2 separate regions of the Sminthopsis crassicaudata genome follow, and region 2 is linked to region 1. The links are chromatin contacts, called in public Hi-C maps. All regions are on one chromosome and are shown on one strand. The core of a region is the stretch at or near the end of the contact, and the rest is flanking DNA. Distances in the headings are between cores, read along the strand shown.

Evidence for each region. A called contact is a pair of places that touch in the nucleus more often than the background predicts.
Region 2: a contact with region 1 is called in a Hi-C map of fibroblasts, with 7 times the contacts expected there. The contact joins the promoter of ICAM1 here to the promoter of PDE4A in region 1. A contact is called at or near these places in 2 of 2 Hi-C or Micro-C datasets (fibroblasts and hippocampus).

The regions. Positions count from the first base shown.
Region 1 is chr1:72,820,713-72,824,723 of ASM4859323v1, reverse strand. PDE4A (phosphodiesterase 4A) reads left to right here and starts at 2,754. Exons shown (of 15, transcript XM_074260563.1): 1 at 2,754-3,530. The coding sequence starts at 3,199.
Region 2 is chr1:72,964,001-72,968,227 of ASM4859323v1, reverse strand. ICAM1 (intercellular adhesion molecule 1) reads left to right here and starts at 1,277. Exons shown (of 6, transcript XM_074260757.1): 1 at 1,277-1,432; 2 at 2,076-2,351. The coding sequence starts at 1,366. It overlaps LOC141538884 (a long non-coding RNA gene), which reads right to left and starts at 592. Exons shown (of 3, transcript XR_012481151.1): 1 at 1-592.

The DNA.
Region 1 (4,011 bases), core at 1,505-4,004:
TATCAGAACAGACTTAAGAATCCAGATCTTCTGGTTCCTAATTCAGTATCTTTCTTCTGCACCTTCCTTTGGATGAAAAGGACAATTTGTCTTACATTTCTAAGCCTTTTTTTCCACTTTAGTAAGTGCTTTCCTCACCTTATTCTAAGATAGTACAAGTCTAATGTTTGAATACTCTTCCTATTTTTATAGATTAGAAAATTTGTTACAGTTGTCAACAAAAACATAGCATACCAAACATTATACTATTTAGGGGCATATACAAATTGGGATAAAGCTTTATTTCTACTTTTATGGTCCTCAGTCTAGCAAGGAAATATGTCAGTCATACGTTCAATAAACCCTAAATGCCTCCACAATGCTAGGTGCTGGAACCAATATAGTTCAGGTAAGCCACAGTCTTGTATGTATTTTGAGAACATTAGACAAGTGCAATTAAGGGATATGTGAAGAAAGGGAAAAGACCATGGTACAAAGGTGGAACATCAGGGCCATTTTTGCATCATATAGGATTTCTCATGTACTGAGCTTGAAACTGGGAACAATGCCTGGTGAACTGGCTTGTAAGCCCTTAGACTCTAGGTTCCAGAGAGAGGGAATCCAAAAGCCAGGCAAAAGAGGTGTTCTTTCATTGTTCACTTCCTGCTCTCCACAGACCTGTCCCTCTTTGCTGATTCTGTAATCTTTCTGATGTAATTGGAGGTGGGGGGAGGGAGGAGGAGAGATATGTACAGGGAAGATGGCTTTCTAGCCTTTTATATGGCTTTGAAGATTCTCTTTACTCATGCCACCTCAACCTAGGAGCCTCAACTCTCCAGCCACCATTTGGTACTTGGGTGTATAATCTCCCTATTGATCTCTTGCTATTTCCAACCTGTAAGGACCTCCCAGTCCTTTTGCCAACTCCAGGATCCATTTTTTTCTTCTTCCCTGCCACCTATAGGTCCCCGAGCTGGGCACTCTCTTTTTTATACTATGCCTCCTGACACTACCAAGGTTTTCCTTAACCCCAGACAACTCTATGGGGCACAGATATGAGTTATGAAGCATCAGCTTCAGGACCTCTGGTCACCCCTTTTTTTATCCTCTGGTGGATACCTATCCTTTCTGAGGAGTCACCATATATGGGTCTGACCTTATTGGAGAGGAGGATCCCTGTGTGGGGATTCTGCCCTTTTTAGATTAGGGGAGGAGTCCGGAGTGGGAATACCGATTGGGAACAGGTTCAGGCTCTGCTTCCCTGTCCCCAAACCTTGGTCCTTTTTTCACAGGCTTGGGAGTCCACCACCTCCATCCCTTGTTGTTAGTGGGAGCATAGGCCTGATTTGGAGGGGGGAGGGGGGAGAAGATAGGAAGGGAAGGGGTGGGAACTAGAAGAGCTTTGTGGGGGATGAAATTGGTCTCCGGCAGCAGCAAGATTGGCAGCTCTTTTTATAAAAGCGCTGGAGGGAGAGGGGCGGGAGTACGGAGGGGAGGGGGGATGGTATAGACTATTCCACTGCTTTCAGAGGGAAGGAGGGAGGGACGCGGAGTATACTTTGGACTGGGGATGGCAATGGGGGTGCGGTAGTGTGGACATCGTAGGTCCTTAACCGGCTGTAGGGATGGTGAGGGGGATCCCGGGCTGGGGGCTGAAGACCCGAAGACTATGGCTGCAACCCTGCTCCGCTCCGGTTGACTTGGCTCGGCTCCGCAGGGCGCAGGGGGCGGCGGGGAGTGAGTCACGGCCTCTCCAGAATTAGGCGCTGCAGGGGGTAGGGTGGGGGGTGGGGAGACTCGGTGGCCTCGGAAGGATAGGGGACGGTACGCTCCCCGTTTACTTCTCGGGAAAGGCCGTATTTTCCTCCGTAGCCTGAAGGTTCCTTCTCTCCTCAGTAGACCAGTACAGTCCAGTCTACCCACATTAGGAGTAAGAAATGAACCCCGGGTCCCAACAGCCCCGTGAAAAAGGTTTCTCTGTTTTTCCCCCCGGAGCATCAGAGAGAGTGCCTCAGTTTCCCCTTTGCACGTCAGGGATTCCCCGCAGACACCGATAAATTAGTGTTCAACTAGCTGAAGTATTTCCTCCAGTCGGCTCCTTCCTCTACCCACTCTCGACACCATGCACGCTCAGACACACACCCAGACCCACGCAGGGCTCCTGCACACACATTCAGTCATACAGTCACACACATACTACTTACAGTCACAAAGACAGACCATAAAAACATACACGGTGCACACACATGCACAGGTACACACATGGACACACTCATTCACAATCATGCCTATCAGCACGCACGGACATACATTCAAAGACTGTCACATACTCACAGATGGTCACACACGGTCCCGTTAAGACCTTCGGCTGTTGACTCCGCCCCCTTTGACTGACAGACAGAGGACTGATAGACGGAAGTTGAGCTTTCCCCGCGTCGGTTTACCCAGTTAACTCCTTAGTGCCTGTACTTGCCTGGGCGATGTTGCAGAAAGGGAGGGCACTGGGTCCCCTCCCACTCAAACGGGTGGGGTGGTATTTGGCTGGGTAGGAAAAATCGCGTGCGTTTAATCGAGACCCATTAGATGAAGGGAGAGGTCCGCTTTGATCTAACTCCCCCCTCCCCAGGTTAGACCTCTCCCCCGCCCCTCTGTCAAGTTAGGGCTTAGGGGCTGGGGGCGGCGCTGACAGCAGGCGGTAGCTGCTATGGCGGCAGCGGGGGCGGGGCGGGAGCGCGGGGCGGGCGCGGAGCAGAGCGCGGAGCCGCGGACTCAGTGAGGCGGCGGCGCCGCGGCAGCAGCTGGGTTGATACCGGCTGTGGGGCGCGGGGCGCCCCTTGGGACCCCCGAGCCCCGGGGAGAAGAGAGAGTGCCTTTCCCCGCTAGCCCCTACGGGTTCCAAGCTCCTTGGTTCAGGGCTTCGTTGCCGAAAGCTCTGGGGCTCCAGCGAATCTCATCCAAGCCCAATACCTCTCAGCGCCCAGGAGCCCTCCCTGCTGCCGGCCCCCGCGGCGACCTGTGTTTCTGTCCCCCTACTCTGCTCTTCCCGCTACCCCTGGGCTCTGTGTCCGGAGCCCCCTAGCTGGCCCTCAGCCGCCCTTCTTGGTGCAGGGGCAAGATGGCTCGGGCAAGGCAAAGCGCAAGGACGGCCTGGGCGCACGGGGCTGCGTACCACTGAAAGCCGGGGTCCGAGAGGGAACCAGGGCGGGCTGGATAGCCAGAATGGAGCCGCCACCCTGCTCAAAGAAGAGTCTGTCCCTGTCGCTGCCTGGGGCTCGGGATGGCCAGGCCACGCTGAGGCCACCCCAGCACCTGTGGCGCCAGCCCCGGACCCCGATCCGGATCCAGCAGCGTGGCTATTCTGACAACACAGACCGGGAGCGCGGAGCGCAGGGGGCAGAGCGGGGGGACTCGGAGCGGGAGCGAGCTCCGCACCGGCCCATAGAGCGTGCTGATGCCGTGGACACGAGTGACCGGCCTGGCCTACGCAAGTCCCGTATGTCCTGGCCCTCTTCTTTCCAAGGGACCTCGGCCAGTGGCAGCGGCGGCAAACGGTAAGGGAAGCGGCTGGAGCAGAGGCGCCGCCGCGCTGTTGAGGGGGGGAACTCGAGGAGGACGGTAGGAGGCGCTAGACGCCTGTTCCAAGGTTTCGGCCATCTATTGGGGTCTAAAAAAAAACAAAAGAAAGAAAAAGAAAAAAAAAAAACCGCTTAACTGAAATTAGGACCACTTCACTATGCTAGCGCTAATCTGGGGTTCCAGATCATGGTCTTGGGCTACCAGATGTTGTATTGGGATCTGGTCCACAGCTCTGAATCTCGTCGAACTCTGTTAGCATCTTGTAGTCACTGTTTGGGGGCCCTAGAGGGCGCTAATTTGGGCTCTGGGGTCAGTGCTCTGAGCCCGCCCCCCCCTTCCCGGGGCTATATTGGGGTCGCCGTGATGTAAGATTTCAGGGTCCTGTATTGTAGCCTGTGGGTGTTATTCTGGAGTCTCGGGGGGCTCTAGGATAGGATTTGAGATCAAGTTTCTGGC
Region 2 (4,227 bases), core at 28-2,527, 140 kb before region 1:
AATGCTGGGTTCCGGCTGCTCCTGCAGGCTCGTCCTGGTTCAGAGGTCCCGCACTGCTCCAGCGGTGGGAGTGCTGGGACGGGCTCCTGTTTGAGTTTCCTAGGAAACCAAGCTCTATCCTGGGTGTTCTTGCATTCCCGGTGTGGGTCTCCCTCCACGAAGCCCCTGCCTCGGGAGCAAAACCCCTCTTTACTTTGCTCCTCCGTTTTCCCTACAGGATAGGGGCACATTGCTGTGAGGGATGAGAGATGGGGAGGAAACATCCCTTCCCTGGCTAAAGGACTTAGTTTTCTGGAGGGGAATCATTCAGGGAGCCAGAGATTAATCAGCACGTCCTTGCAAAAGTGCCTTCTTCCTCTTTCTCCGAACCCTACTGCAGCCCCCGGTTCGAGGGAAAGGGAAATTTTCGTGTTGGCAAATGTGACAACAGCTTTTAGATCAGACTAGGGTGGCAAGGAGACGGGATTGTGACCCAGTGTCACTCCAGATGTCTTTCTACCCCTCCCACTGCCTCCCGCCCACCGCCAACTCACGAGGCGGCTGCTTACGCCAGGACAGTGGCTGTCCCGGGCCCCAGCACGGAAAAGTTCCGCATTCCGAAACTTGCTGGGGGGGGGGGGGAAGAGTGGGGGGGACGGAGAAAAGCCCTGAGGGCTACACCCTTCTATTCTTTCACTGGAGTCTGGAGTTCCTGGGTCCTACCCCAATCACCTCCCCCATCCCCTCACCCTCCGTCCCTTCCAGGGCCATCTGCTCGGACAGTTCTCGCTTCCCGAGGTTTAAAAGCGCTGGAAGACTCCCGAGTCGAGAAAATGGGAAAAGCCTTCAAAAGCAAAACCAAAGCTTTAGGAAGGCAAACCCTGGATCTAAGCAAAGAATACATTTCAAGTGGCCCAAACACATTCGAAAATCTTAGTCGATTAAAAAATAATAACGTTACCTATACATTTGCCGGATCCTCAATTTTCTAAAGGTAGAGGTGTCTAAGTATCTTTTCTGCAGGATATGACTCCACCCTCAAAACTCGCCGCCGGACCCCTCTCTGGCCCCTAGACGACCCCACACACACTCTTCCCCGGTGACCCGTAAACATTGTTTGCTTTACTTTGGAAACTCCAGATCTGGGAGGTACTGATCCCCTACGCGCTCCCCCTCATACCTCCAAATACTCCCCCCCATCCGGAAATACCGGGCAACTTATTCTGGAGGGGAAAGCGTGAGGTTTCCGGGAAAGCAGGACCGCCTTCCCCCCTCCCTCTCTCCAGTCCGGCCCCTAGTCACCCAGGGAGATCATAAAAGGAGCCCCGCGTTTCGGCTTCGCATTCAGCCCTCCCCGCAGACTCCGGTCCTGACTCGCGCGCCAACATGGGGATCCTCAGGCCCCTTCCCGCTCTTCCCGCGCTCTTGCTCCTGTCCCTACTCCCATCTTCAGGTGAGACCCTCGGTCTTGGTTAGCCCCCCTCCCCCCAGCCCTGTTTCGGACCACTAGCTTTGCCTGGGGAGAGACCAACAGGAGAGCTGCCTGGAGGAAGAGGCACTCTCCTTAGTTGCCCTGGGCTGGCATCTAGTCCCGAAGCTGCAATGACTGCTATGGGTCAGAATTGAGGGTGGGAAGGAACTTGAGAAACTTCTGAAACACCTGAAGGTGGCAGGTAGGGTAGAAAGGAGTGAAAAAGTCCCTCCGCTCGCTGACCTTAGACTCCGAGGAGGGGGTTAGGGCGGGAGGGGGAGTCCGAGGATGGTCCGGGAGGGGGCCCTGTGCCTCGGGTGCCAGCCCCCTTCCCCCGAGAACCTTTTTCTCTCCAGAAGCCTGCGTCTCCCCCTCCCGTCCTCTCCCAGGGGAGAAGTCTATGCTCCCCATGGCGGGGGAATTCCAGCGCTGGGTTCCCCTCGGGGAAGTGCTAACAGAGTCAAAAGCGCCCAGGCTTGGGGTGGGGCAACCCGGGGGGAGTTCCCGTCAAATCTCCGGAGATCGTTCCTGGGAGACCGACTCGAAGCGGGGGTGTAGATTGTGAAGGGATAGAAGCGACTCCGTTTCCAGGGCCAGCCTCGGGACTCGCGGTGTGTCCTTGCAGGAGCCCAGGAGAACCCCAAGCTCCAGGTCTGGGTGGATCCCCCAAACCCCGTGATCCTGGCGGGGACTTCAGTGACTGTGAACTGCAGCACCGACTGCGCCGATTCCCCCACCATCGGCCTGGAGACCAGGCTGGTGAAGAACGTGGAGAGCTCGGGGACCAACTGGAAAGCCTTCAGGCTGAGCAACGTGACCCAGGACAGCAGTCCGCTCTGCTTTGTTAACAACTGTCCGGGAAAGAGCCAGGGCATCACGCGGGCTAACATCGTGGTCTTCGGTGAGCGGCGGGGGGTGGGGGCTAGGGCTCCGCACGGGCTACGCCGGCCAGGTAGGGGTGGGGGGCGCGTACACTCAGTGTCGGGGAAGGGCGGGGAGCTTACCTCTGGAGGATGGGAGCGCGGGTGAGTAGCGGGAAGGAAAGGCTGGGTTTGGCCGGCAAACAAATACCGCGTCGCCTGCATCCTCGCCTAGGAATTCACTTCAACAGAACAAACACTTGATGCTACCGATTAAGGCTCAGAGGGAGACGAGAAGGAAAGGGACTAGTTGGAGCAGGGTCCTGCCCTCGGGGAGCTCGCTGCCTGAACTTGAAACCGAGGCAGATCCTGCAGTGTGATAGGCAGGCTGCCGCGGGAGGAGCCGGGCCCAGCTAGAGCGGTCGGGGGTTGGGAACAGCCCAGTCCGGAGGGGAGAACTGCGCCTCTCTCCTGAGAGACCGCGTGGGTTCCCACAGATTCTGAAGCCAGCTACCCCGGAAAGGGCTGCGGCTGCTCCCCCGGCTCTTCAAGCCCCCGCTGCATCCTCTGTAACACGGAGCGTCTGCAGAACCTGGTGCTGGTCCCGGGAAGACACAATTTGAGATAAAACAGTCCCTTCCTAGCGCTTTACTAAATGCAAAGCGAGTTACGATCTGGTGGGTGCGAGCCGCATGCACCTTAGGACAGAGGGCCTGCGGAGCAGTGTGAGAGGCTAGGGGTTTATTTAATGGGTAACAGTAGAAGGTTTTTGAACAGAGCAGTGATATTACCAGGATTTTTATTTTTATTCTTTATGGGGAAGAAAGTCATATGAAAAATAGAATGGAGCAAAGAGGAGAGAAGAGGAAGAGGGAGAATGCAGACGAAAAACCAGTTAGGGAACTCGTGCAAATTTTCCTTTGGTGGTCTGCCCCATAGCCTTGACTGAGAGTGTACTTTATGACTCTTCTGCAAGAGAATCTGGGCCTAGGTCAGAGCCAACTTAAAAGGCTGTAAAGGTCAGATTGTACTATGAATCAGGCTAGGCCCTGCTTCTGGCACCTTCCACCTTCCTGTCGGAACTGAAACCAAAATTGTAGTCTTCAGTGCAACTCTGTCGAAATCTCCTCAGGTACTAGATTCCCTTTGTCCAGAAGTGTTTACCTAACCTAGCTTGTTTCTCCCTCTTCCCCACAAGAATAGGGATTAGGATAGAGTTTGGAACAGTGATTTCATGAGTGTAGGGAATTCTCAGAGAAGGAAATTCCAACCACCAAACTCTCTATTCTACAGGAGTACTATTACTACCTGCCAGCTAGGGGTGGGGGTGGGGGAAGGAGGAGAAAAGTCGGGAACAGAAGTTTTTGCAAGGGTAAGTATTGGAAAAATTACCCATGCATATATCTTGTTAATAAAAAGCTATAATAAAAAAATTTAAATTAAAAAAAAAAAGAATACCACGAACTATTTTTAACCCTTTGCAAATTAGAACACATAACCCCAGGTTTATAAGCCTTCCCCCAAATGGACCATGACCTATCCTTGATAAAACTATGCTGACATTAACTACAGCTTCCACCTCTAAAAATTTTTGCCAGGAATTGAAACCAAGCTTATTTTGTTGTTGTTTTAAATCCAGTAAATCTGCAAGTGCATCCCTTCCTTTCATCCAGTATGTCAATATAATAAGAACAAATTAAAAAAAAAAAAAAAAAAAAAAAAGGAAAGCAATTCTGCAAAATCAATCTATCAACCGAGACTACAATATATGTAGTGCTCTACATCTATAGTTCCCTACCCCTTAGCAAAAGGAGAAAAGTTCATTTTCTCATTTCCTCTTCAGGGCCTCACTGGCCTAAAGTTAGCAAGTTTTATTCCCTGTAGTTTGCAAGTTTTATTTCTCTTCCCTTTTTAAAA